Linked DNA regions of Drosophila melanogaster: region 2 is linked to region 1. Evidence: chromatin contacts called from public Hi-C data. All regions are on one chromosome and are shown on one strand. Each heading gives the region's core, a stretch centred on a gene start, on an enhancer-like site or on the middle of the called end of the contact. The rest is flanking DNA. Distances are from core to core; before and after follow the strand shown.

Region 1 (6,247 bases), core at 2,749-5,248:
CTTCAGCAGGAAAAACTCATGATGGAGAATGAGTTCCGAGTCGACATCTTCAATTAAAACCCAGAAACCTTCCGACTGGCCATGCACCTTTTCATCCCATTGGAAATCCGGTGTAATTGTTAGTTCCACTCTCAGAGTTCCCCTTGTTATGGGTTGAATGTGCGTGGAGAGCTCCAATTTGGGGAACTGGTGCACAAACTTGTGGATGGTCTTTCCTAGCTTGGGCACTCTAATCAGCTCACCAAGTTCATGTGGCTCTAGATCGTAAAGCCTGCCCCAGGGGAAGTGTTTTTTCTCCAGCTTCTTGGCAATCTCATCGGGCATCTTCTTGAACTGCCTAAGTGGTGTCATCGATTGCCACATTCTTCTGTCGATCATCTTGCAGAGCGTCAACGTTTTGTCCGCCAATTGAGCCCATCCGCGGGTCAATACAATCTCAAAAATGGCTCTCATTAAACGGGCAGCGGATTGGGTAATAAACACCATGTCCGACATCAATGCAAAGCCCTCCAGTTTCAACTGGGAGATATAGGCTTGCAGCAAAACATTCACCTTGGCACTGTGCTCTTCAATGGACTCCTTAATGGGAATGGGCACTCGTTCCATGAGCTTCTGCAGCTCCAACTTTTCCTCTTCTCGGACGGAAATATGCCGGAATTCCGAGGATAGGGAGAATACGCGGAACAACTCAATCTCACTAAGAGTTTGCTTAAGGAGCTGGTTGTAAGTCAGCATGGTTTCATGGGTTAGGTAATAGTGAGAGGCAATGCGTCCCAGATCAGTAACCTGAAAGTGTCCCGTCTTCCGATCGTATTTAATAAGGCCACTTCTCTCCAGACAGCAAGCTGCGGTATGCAGGAGATCAGCACGATGCTGTTCCAACAGAGGATCAGCCTTGATGGCATCATGGGAAACTCCGTACAACGTGGGATTCCTCAGCATTCTAATGTACAGATAAGTGTAGCCCAACCAGTTAACTGCATCCTGGAGATGTTGGACCGTTCCTAGCACAATCTCCGCATTGAGCATGTCAGGAAGCTTGGAGATGAATTGGGACTCAATCGGCAACTGCTGGTTGAGCAAGGAGAGATAGAACTGCAACTCACTGTGATTGGTTATAAGAATACCCTCACCCTTGGTATCATACTGCGGTCGTCCAGCACGACCCAACATCTGCAGTACATCCAAAGCACTCAGCTCCACCCAACGTCCTTTTTCCGGATTGTATACCTGCGTGCCCTTGATGATTACAGTATGGGCAGGGAGATTGACACCCCAAGCTAGCGTGGCGGTGGAAACCAAAACTTGAATGTGCCGATCAGCAAATAGATCTTCCACCAAAGTACGATCGACGCGGGTCATTCCAGCATGATGAATGGCGAAGCCGTAGGGCAATAACTCCTTAAGCTCTGTGTTCTTTACTTGTTCGGCTTCAGTCCGCAGCACTTCCATGCTTGCTGATCCTTCCTTAAGAAAGCTACCAAGGGTATCCTGCTCCAGGCACATGTCCCTCACAGCCCTGGCCGTTTTTCCAGTCTCCTTGCGCGAGTGTACGAAGACCAGGACCTGATTACGCCCAGCATGCTCCATGGTCTTCTCATAAACGATCTCGTTCATCACCTGGAATCGCTTTAGGGCCTTCTTCTCCGTCACACCGATATACTGCTGCTCCAGGGACACAGGCCGATAGCTGTTATCAAAGTAGAAGAGGCCTTTATCGGGCTTTACGCGTAGGAAGGTGGCCACGTCCTGATAGTTGGGCAGTGTGGCAGATAAGCCCACCAATCGCACCTCCTCCTGGGTAGTTTCAATATTCCTTATCGTACGCGCCACCAGGGCCTCAAGCACCGGACCACGCTCGTCGTGGAGCAAGTGAATCTCATCGATGATAACCAACCGGACTAAGCTCACAAAGGTACGCTCGCCTCCCTTTCGAGTGATGATATCCCACTTCTCTGGTGTGCACACAATCACCTGCGTGGCGGCGATCTGTTCCCTGGTCAGCTGGTGATCTCCAGTCAACTCAGAGACCGTCAGATTATAGCAAGCAAGACGTCGTCCAAAATTGCCAACCATTTCCTGCACCAGCGATTTCATGGGAGCCACGTAAATGATTTTGAAATCCTGCGCATTGATGGTGCCATCCTCGTTGATGTGCTTTCCAATCTCCCGCATCATGGTTAGCAGTGCCACATTAGTTTTACCAGCTCCAGTAGGGGCGCACAGCAGCATATTCTCATCACTGTCCAGTGCGGCCTTGTACAAACGACTTTGGATACGATTAAGGGTCTTGAAACCCTCGAACACAGGCTGCACATATTTCGGAAGCTTGTCCACAGGCTGAAGTTCCTCATTGGCATCAAATGGCACGGGTTTCAGTGCAGGCACGTGCACCTCCTCGTAGCCCTTTCGTTGTTTCCTGTAGGAGCCGTCGGGAAGCTGACAGCGCTTGTTGGCCATAAAGTGAGATCCTTGAGTGAATGCCATCTCTTCCAACTCGAGTAGCTGTCGCACACCGGCCACCTGCCCGGCAGCCGCCGCTCCACCATCCTCTGCATCGCCTTTGCCACGCTTGCTTCCCCGTGCTTCGCCCTCCTCCTGATCCTCTGACTTTCCCGTATCCAATTGCCGAAGGATTTTGGCCAACGCAGAATTTCCGCGCATCTTCTCGCGAATCCTTTGCCGCTCGCTGTCCGTTTGGGCCGAGGCGAGCATGGTGCAGTACAGGACCATCTGCCGGTTAAGCTTCAATTGCTTAATGAAGTCAAAGCAATCGTAGCCCAGCAGAAGCACCAATTGATTTTCGCAATCGCGATCGTCGGCGGCATCTTTGAGGATCTTCAACACATCGGCGGCTTTGCTTTGCGACACCATGGCGTCCTTGTAGAACTTGCTCAGACAACGCTGCAACCAATACGCATCTATGTCCAGAGGATGCAAGGAGCGCTCTTTCTTTACATTATTTGCGGCTTCCTCGTTGGCTAGCTGGGAAGGGATACACGAATAAGAAATGGGATTCGCAATTTTAACTACATTACTCACATTCTCTGCATGCAGTGTGTGATCAATGCGGGCCTCCTCTCCTTCATCCTGGGCATCATCGTCGCGAATCTCGCCATACATGTCGTTGTCGCTCTCCTCTTCGGATTCCTCAAACTGAACATTGATGCCGTAGGTTTCATCGATCTGCTCCTCGTTGTTGGGAGCAGCAGTCAAAGCATTCACGGCATCGCTGCCAAAGTCTGTGATTTTTTTGCCCAGGTTAACCAGCAGAGCGAATCGCTCATCTGTAACTGCGCCCAGCAAGCTGTCTATATCCTTCTTTCGCTCCCGATCCTTTAAACGATCGTTCTTGAGGACAGCCAGAATCTCATCAGCGGCACCGCACAGGATATCCCTGGGCTGATCCCCCAGAGCCTCCTGGATGAAACTGAGCAGGACCTCGTAGGTCTGACGAGTTTCCTGGGTCTTGGGTCGATACACAATGCCCACCATCTCGTCAATGCCCTCGGAGAGCAGAGTGGCTCCCTTCATCCGCTCGAAATCGTACTGGGCCTCGTCGCGCTTCTGACGTTTCACCTTGCGCTCCTCCGTTTTCTCCGGCTTCGTTCGCTGGTACCGATCTCCCATCCTTGTTCCGTCCAGCTTTCCCACCAGGGAACACACCTCGCCAGTGGCCTCATCGCGGCGCGGACGTTCGATGAGTCGGACATCGGCTTGCAGCACAAGATTGGAGTTCTGAAAAATGGAAAATACATTTAACGTGTTTGTGAAATTCTGGTGAGACGCCGCATGGAGTGGGAGAAGTTTTCCCGGGCGGGATTTGACACTTACCGCCTTGTACTCGTATTGCAGCTGACGTGCTGCGGCATCCGCCATGTCTGTTTAGTTGTTTTTATAAGTATTAAGCACTTTTATTAACCTATTTTACAACTTTTTGCGGAAATATCGTAGTGAAAAGCCGCTGTTTGTGGCTACGCGTGCTGCCAGATTGTCAAAAGGCTAAAGAGATGCCATATGTGCGAAGCCAACTGAAAATCGATATCAGGGCTGCCATTTGTAGGAAACCTATCGTTAGCGCGCGCATCTAAGTTTTTAAAAATGTAGCCCATCAACATTCTATTTAAAATTTGAATACTGGTTTTTTAGCTTTTGTAAACACCAAAATTTCCTACGCACTAGCAATCCACAAAAGAAATTGCTATAAATTTGACCATAATTCTCATAATTGAGATATATCTAGTATATTTTAAGTTCCGAACTGCGGCTTCGGTCACACTGGCGGCGACGTCGGCAGCGATGCCGACGTCTATTTACAACGCATCGTTTTGTTTATTGTTCAGTCAGATCAGAGTAATGTGCTTATATATGAGGCTGCAGCTGGTTTAACTGGAAACATTTGTGGTCCGTCGACTGCTCGAGATCATTGTACACGGCTGACACAATTCATTACAAAGCAATCGAAGGTAAACCAGTGAAGAGGAACAAGTGCCAGCATGCTGCTGCCCCCGTACCAAGAAGCCTGCAATCCCGGCTTCTGTGATTGCCCGTTTCCCAACTCCATTGAGGTTACCAACCACAAGGGCCATATACCCGACCTGGTCAGGTGCCAATGCGGCGAGGATGAGTCCGGAAACGTGAATGCCTGGCGGTGGCACGCCACTGATGAATCGGATGCCGTGGTCACCGACCGGGACATCATCTTCCATCCCACCTACAGTCAGGGCACGGCGATTGTGAGAGGGGAACAGGCCCTAAAAACAAACATGGTGCACTTTTGGGAGATGCGCGTCATCACGACTCTGGCCGGCACGGATGTGGTTAGTTATCAGGCCGGCTTGGCAACTAGTTGGGATGCTCAGCATGATGAATGTCACTCAAAGTCGCCGCCTTAAAATAGAACACAACTAACCAGGCATCTGGTGTGCTCGTTTCCATTGGAGACGACTTGATTGTTCGCTTCGTTGTATTATGGATTACAGATTACAACGCGGCGATAAGATAACAGACGCAGCGGGAGGAGGAAATCTCAGCAGACACCCCAACTAGATGATAAGCCAGCTAAAGTTCAATGTAAATAATGTTCTCTTTATAATTGCCTTTCTTTTCTTATAACTTTTCCTAGATGTTCGGCATCGGCACGGAAAGCGTTAATCTAGGGCAGTTCAAGTTTCACTTTGTCTCGGCCCTGGGCACCAATGCCCAGTCCTGGGGCTTTTCGTATTCCGGAAGGATTCAGCACTGTGGCGAGTTACTGCCCTACGGCCAGAAGTTCTCGCAGGGCTGCTTGATTGGTGTCTGTTTGGATCGAACGCGTGGGCACTTGGAGTTCTATTTGAACCGCAGATCGCTGGGAGTGGCCTACACCAATGTCCCGACGGATCCGGATGTCAAAATATATCCCATGGTCTGCTCCACAGCCGCGAAGTCCGTAATTAGGCTGATCAACTGCACTTCGCAACCAGTCACACTGCAGCTGCGATCTTTCCAAGCATTGTCCAGGCAGCCGCTCAAATTGGCCGAACTGCGTCAAATGCCGGGTCTCAAAGGCATCATGCAATCCTACTGGTTCCTGGCACCGCCAATTCGTTACTCCCGGAACTCCCGCGAAAACGAATTGGATCTGGGCGACGAAGCAGTGCTCTCAAGCTCCAAGCAACGGTTGAGGCGCAAACAAAAGTACCGAGGTGAGGTCACGAAGTTACGTCCACTATCATTTCTGCCACATCACTTTTGCAATTTCAATTAATAGAAACCGACGATGCGGCTGTTGATGAGGACGACTTGTACGCCAATGCACACAAAATCACGTTGCGAAGCAGTGATAGCGGCGACGAGGAGCACACCGCTAGTGTCCACGAGATGTGCGACGAGTACTTCCACTACCTGCTTTAGTCTTACCAAGCATATCAATATGTTTAAGTATGCATTTATTTGAAGGAGCTTAGTTATAAATGTAATAAGTAGAAATGCTGAAGCTAATTTTAATTACTGTAAGACTTCCTAAAATACAACTTATTAATTAAACGAAACATCATAATTTTCCCATTTTGATATATTTAAAACCATTTCCTTTATACGCTAGCAGCGATGTATTCATTTAGGTACCGATTTAAATAAGATCTTTGTTACTAATTCCAGCCTGGTCTAGGTTGAACAATCTCTCAAGGAGCAATCCGCCGTCCATTAATGACAAGTTTTTCGATTTACTTTATGTTAGGTATGCATTTATTTTAAAGCACATAAT
Region 2 (6,247 bases), core at 1,544-4,043, 820 kb after region 1:
CATGCGTCCCGTCCAAATTCTGGCTGTAATTCTGCTCACCGTGAAGGTCACGTTCGCAGCCTCTGATGCAGTGACCAGCTTAAAACTCATTGACGCTGGTGTACCGAAGGATAAGCTGGCTTTACTCGCCATTCCCCTAATTCCTCTGCAGCTCATTCTGCCGCTGGCGGTCGGTCGATATACGAACGGACCACGTCCGATGGACGTCTATCTGAAGGCCATTCCCTATCGCATCATCATGGCAACAGTGGCCACTGGCTTGGCCTACATCACACCCTATATTGTCCGTGGAGGAGCCGTGCCTGCTTATTACTACGTCCTGCTGATCACCAGTTATGCCATCTACCAAGTATTCCTGTACTCCATGTTTGTGGCCGCCATGGCCTTTTTCGCCAAGATCTCCGATCCAGCCGTCGGTGGCACTTACATGACATTTTTGAACACATTGTGCAATCTGGGCGGTAATTGGCCCAACACAGTGGTGTTGTGGTTGGTGGACGTGCTCACCTGGAAGCAGTGCTCCAATAATGCGGAAAATACCTGCCAGGGCAAGGAGGAGCAACAGGTGAGTGCTCAGAGAGAGATTCTACAGCATACAAGATTATTATTATTATTGTATATGGATACATATGTATGGTGAAAGTTTTACCCCAAACCAGGAAAAGATAAACTTTGCCAGTTATGAGATAAAAGTAACTAAACAAATATTTTTCTTAATTTTCTCCCGCAGAGCTGTGAAGCGTCGGCTGGCAAGTGCGAGATAACCTTCGATGGGTACTACTTGGAGTCGGGCATTTGCGTTCTGTACGGCATAGTGTGGCTGCTGCTGGTGCGCAAATGGATCGTTTACTTGCAGGACCTGCCCGTCAGATCCTGGTTGGTGGTCAAGCAGAAATCGCGGTAGCAATCAATAGTGTGATCCGGGGCCAGATCGTCATAAAGATCCAGCACCCACTTGTAGGTACAAACAACTAATTCTAGGATTAGCAGACGTTTGCATTCTGTAGGCTAGCGAAATTACAAATTCCCGCCTTGGTATTGTTTTTTGTATAACTAATTTTGATTCCGAAGGAAATAAAATCAAATGTTGAATTGAGCGAATGAGTAAGATGTTAATTTATTCGCTCGACTGCGCGCAATCATCGGTTTTTAAAGGGTACAAAGAGTCTTAACTTAATTGTGGATAAAAAGTCAGCAACTAGTAGTACTTCCAGGAGTCGGCCGACTCCTGATTCTGCTTCTGCTTGCTCTTGCGCTCAATCAAACCTGCCAAATGCTCCGACCGCATGGACAGCGAGTCGATCTTCTCCACCAGCTGCTGATAGGGACTCAAGGGCTGGGTGCCCATCACCACATGACCCAGTTTCGAATCGATCTTGGCATTCAGACGGGCATTGCGGATAAGGTTGACGATCCAGCACTCAGCCTCGTTGGGCTTCATGTTCAGCTTATCGGCCAGCATGCTGATGGTGATGCACTGGTGGATGCGGCAGAATGTCTCGAAGATCATCAAGCGGGCATCCTCCACGAACTCATTCAGGCAGGCCACGATGAAGAAGTCGTTGAGGATCACCGTCTGGCACTCGTGCAGCTTCAGACGCGCTCCCTCGAAATCAAAGTTCACGTACAGACACTCCAGAAACTCGGTGATGGGATCGCGGTACGTGTACGACTCCTGTTGGATCACCTTGATCAAATCCTTTAGAGCATTGCGGCGGGTGCGGTTGATGACTACGGCGGTGGCCAAGTAACGCATGATGTGCGGACACATTGTCTGAATGGCGTTCAAATACAGGGGCTTGTACAGGAACATCTCAATAATGAGATCGCGTCCCTTGGGGTGATTGAAGAAGACCAGGACCGACCAGTGGATCAGCCAGGTGCGTTGCTGCAGGGCCTGGATGGTGCTGAAGTTGGCGTTGTCAATGTAGTCGCGCAAACGCGTCAGATCCTCCAGAGCAGTGTTCCAGTTGAGGGTCAGAATCTCGGCGGCCAGCTTGCCCCACAGCACATTAAGGTAGTTCTGCAAAATTTGGGAGACAATATCAATTAATATTCTTGTTTTAGTGGTTTTTGCCGCTTTTCATGTTAATTTAGCTCCATACGCACCTTGTCGTTGGGCGACATGACGATGAGGCAGAAGTACAGGTAAGAGGTGGACTCCTGATAGTTGCCGCACTCGTAGAGGTACTTGGCCAGCTTGTAGGCGCTCTCCAGGTGCTCCACCTTAAAATTGTAGTCCTTCTGAAGGGCGTTGACGAAGGTCTTCGAGTCCTTCATGCTCTCACCGTTCTTAAGAATGTCGGTGGCCTTCATGATGGGTGCCACCTCGTTCTGCAGCTGCTTAAGCGTGGCCAGGACCTCCGCCTTGCGCTGCACGAGCTCCTCGGGCATCTCCTGGCTGAGATTGAGACGCTTGCGGGTGTCCATCGTGTAATCGATCATGTTCGTCTTGTTCACCGTCTCCAAAATGTACTCCAGCAGCTCCTGCTGGTTGTAGATCTGCAACGAAAGTCACACATATGAAGATTTCCCATAGTTATGTACTGGTGACTCGGCAACCGCCAGCGGAGCACCGCCTGGTCGCTTTTCTAACCTCCTTGCCGCACAAGAACTCCAGCAGCGGGAAGGTCAAATGCCTGTCCAAAAACTGGCAATTGATGCGTGTCAGATCGAAATTGGCCATGATTGCAGCTGTTTTACTATGTTTTCACAATTAAATTTACACGCAAAATCGGCAGAAAAATACGCGTGCGAGGGCCGACAGTGTGCCCAGAGACGAAAAGAGTGACGCCCGCTCAGAGTTACCAGAGTGTGGTATTTCCACGACATTAAATACCATGACCCTGAAGCCGTATTTTTTTCAAGCTTTCAAAGTGGCGCATTTATTTAAAATAAAATTAAGTCATTGAAACAACTTTCAAAAAATACTCAATTTTCAAAATTTCTATTATCTTAGCATGGCTATTATAGCAATAAAAAATTATTATTTCAATTGTGGCGCCCAGACTGAAACCCGGTCTGGCATCACGGCGAAAAGAGGTACTAACGCCAAGACCTTTCCTGGAGGACGATATCTTCTGTCTTCTTATCGTCAGACTGGACACACTGGAACTTCAGCTCCGCTCGTAACAAGCTTACGGCATAAAACAACAAGATATTGTACTTAGTAATTAAATAAAGCGGTAACTACATAAGTTACCATACAATGAATTTAAAGAAATATTATTAAATATTTTCTACATTACAATGGTTTCTCATTCCTTTAAAGTTATACGCTTTACGTAAAATACCAATAATTTTAAATTACAAGGTATACATATAACAAAGGTTTTTAATTTCAAAAAGACGTTGCCTCTCTTTTCAAGCTATTAATAAATATATTTCCCATGCCAAATTCAAAACACAAATATCAACTCATCGGAGAAATGCTTTTTAATAATTTGAATATTTATTTCATCAAATACTTGCACATAAATATATTTATATAGAGATGTCTGTATAAGGGTATACATTTGGGTTAAATATGTTTTGTATAAATTGTGTAATTCTTTGTATTCGCACATTCAACTGCCAAAGAGCAGATTTGTTTTAACAATAGCCACTTAGGTACATTTGCGGTCAACGGTCGAATGCAGTTCAAAACACAAAAACAACATCTAAAAAATGCGTTTCGATATTGGCCGAGTTTAATACATTTCTCTTTCTGTATATACGATTTATGGATTGTATATAGGATGGTGGAGATCAGCATATCAATTTTCACTTCATATATTTCGTTTGCATAGATTAGGCAACTCAAGCTAAAACAACATTGAAAAAATGCATTTTCTAAATATTTAATGTTCAATTAATTTTCATTTTAACGATAACGGTAAGTTTCTAGTTATTGTCCTTAGATTTTTTGTTGGATATTCGATTTCCGTTAAGATATACATATTGATTGGCTTCAATCAGAATTTCAGTTTGCACTCTTAATTGACTCCTGCCGCATCATCATCATCATCATCATCATCATATGGAGGGCATCTCGACGAACCACTAACAATTCCCAGCCAGCTTTGCGATCAAAATAAAACTAAATGAAACGTGTTTCGTTTTGGTTTGGTGTGTAAAAAACTCAAGTCTTTTTAGTGTAAACTAAACTAAAATCGCGAAAATAAAAATCACAAATCGTTAAAGAATTTCGCACTATAGGCTAAGGACGATGCACGCACACAAAACTTGATATTAGCTGCTCTGGCTGCCTCTGTGGATCCTCTTTAGGATGTCGCGATGACGCCACCAGGTCCTGGAAGCCCACTGGGACGGCCGGTCAGATAGGAATCGACCTGTCGTGCGGCCTGGCGACCCTCGGTAATGGCCCAGACGACCAGCGACTGGCCACGCCGGCAATCTGCAAAGGACAGAAGATAAATTAACATTTTTGTTATGCAAAGATACAGAAATCATTCAATGATTGATGTGATTAACTCTTAATACTAAGCCTATTACTTAGTAGACATAAAACTGACCTCCTGCCGCAAAGACCTTGGAGTTCGAGGTGCCATACTGTCCGTTGGATGCCTTGATGTTGCCGCGCGGGTCCAGCTCCAGGCCCAGTTCGCTCGGCACCGTCTTCTCCGGACCCAGGAAGCCCATGGCCAGGAGAATAAGGTCTGCGGGGAAGTACTTCTCCGAACCGGCCACCTCCTGCATGCGCCACTGGCCCGTTTCCGTCTTGGTCCACTCAACCTCGACGGTGTTCACGCCCTTGATGGCTCCATTTTCGCCCACGAACTCCTTGGTGGTGGTGCAGTACTGGCGCGGATCTTTGCCCCACTTCAGCTTCACCTCCTCGTGACCGTAGTCCACGCGGAAGACCTTCGGCCACTGAGGCCAGGGGTTGTCCTGAGCACGCTTCTGTGGCGGTTCCGGAAGGATCTCGAATGTAGTGATACTCTTGGCGCCTTGACGCAACGACGTGGCAATGCAATCGCATCCGGTATCGCCACCGCCGATGATGATCACATTCTTGCCAGCGGCAGATATTATATCATTCTTTCCGCCCAGCTGCTTCTTCTGCTGCGCCTCCAGGAATTCCATGGCAAAGTGAATGCCCTTCAGGTCACGGTTGGCGAGCGGCAAGTCACGTGGCCAGGTGGAGCCAGTGGTGAGGAGGACGGCATCATACCTGTTGAAAATTTCGAGAGTAATAAGTACAGGTGTTTTAGACTAAATATTCTATTAAAACTTGAGGACTGATTTAACCCAATCATGGCAAAATCGTCAAAAATCAGCTAGATCACCTAAAATGTTCAATTATACTTACTCCTGCAGCAGTTGCTCGGCCTTGAGGTCCTTGCCCACATGGACATTGGTGCGGAACTCGATACCCTCGTCAGCCATCAGATCTACCCGCCGCTTGACCACCTCCTTGGAAAGCTTCATCGTGGGAATACCATACTGCAAAAGTCCACCAACGCGATCGTTGCGCTCAAAAACGGTGACAAAGTGACCGGCGCGGTTCAGCTGCTGCGAGGCGGCCAAGCCGGAAGGTCCTGATCCCACAATCGCAACTCGTTTGCCAGTGCGCACTTCCGGAATCTCTGGCTTAATCCAGCCCTGCTCGAAGGCATGATCGATGATGGCGCATTCGATGTTCTTGATCGTTACAGCTGGCTCGGAGATGCCCAAAACGCAGGAACCCTCGCAGGGAGCGGGGCATACTCGACCAGTGAACTCCGGGAAGTTGTTGGTCTGCAGCAGTTGACGCAGAGCCTCCTGCCACTCGCCGTGGAAAACGAGGTCGTTCCACTTGGGAATGATGTTACCGAGCGGACAGCCCGTGGAGTTGGACTGACAGAAGGGCACACCGCATTCCATGCATCGAGCTGCTTGAACCTTGAGGTTCTTGCGCACATGTGGGAAGTTGTAGACTTCATCCCAATCCTTCTGTCGCTCTCCAGCATCTCGGTACGGAGCCGATTCCCTCTTGTACTTTACAAAGCCACGGGTCTTGTCCAGGACGCGATCGGCACGCTTCTGCTCGAGCACCACGTCCTGAATCGCTTCCTCAATGTCCTTGATGTGCGGTTCATGCTTTCCGTTTCCATTCTCGATGGCGGACTTCAGGGGCTGCTCCACTGCTTGTTGTTCGGCCATGTCCTTTAGAGCCTTTTGGTATTCATACGGGAAGACCTTGACAAACTTGCCCTGGGCTTCGGCCCAGTTGTCAAGCAACTCCTTGGCCACCTTCGAGCCTGTC

What was found. A called contact is a pair of places that touch in the nucleus more often than the background predicts.
Region 2: a Hi-C map of the Kc167 cell line shows a contact between it and region 1, with 2.7 times the contacts expected there. The contact joins the promoter of eIF3e here to the promoter of Brr2 in region 1. A contact is called at or near these places in 14 of 107 Hi-C or Micro-C datasets (the D17-c3 cell line, the Kc167 cell line, the ML-DmBG3-c2 cell line and 6 more).

The regions. Positions count from the first base shown.
Region 1 is chr3L:15,963,874-15,970,120 of dm6, forward strand. It overlaps Brr2 (Brr2 U5 snRNP complex subunit), which reads right to left and starts at 3,999. Exons shown (of 6, transcript NM_140561.4): 1 at 3,835-3,999; 2 at 3,043-3,738; 3 at 1-2,985. The coding sequence starts at 3,879. It overlaps CG10516, which reads left to right and starts at 4,331. Exons shown (of 3, transcript NM_140562.2): 1 at 4,331-4,820; 2 at 5,126-5,687; 3 at 5,753-6,029. The coding sequence starts at 4,497. The coding sequence ends at 5,895. It overlaps brm (brahma), which reads right to left. Exons shown (of 6, transcript NM_168640.2): 6 at 6,209-6,247.
Region 2 is chr3L:16,784,148-16,790,394 of dm6, forward strand. eIF3e (eukaryotic translation initiation factor 3 subunit e) reads right to left here and starts at 2,794. Exons shown (of 3, transcript NM_058037.5): 1 at 2,597-2,794; 2 at 2,110-2,502; 3 at 1,095-2,023. The coding sequence starts at 2,686. The coding sequence ends at 1,199. It overlaps CG9674, which reads right to left. Exons shown (of 15, transcript NM_176339.2): 13 at 5,312-6,247; 14 at 4,515-5,173; 15 at 3,426-4,396. The coding sequence ends at 4,263. It overlaps CG9706, which reads left to right. Exons shown (of 3, transcript NM_140664.4): 2 at 1-565; 3 at 731-1,099. The coding sequence ends at 904.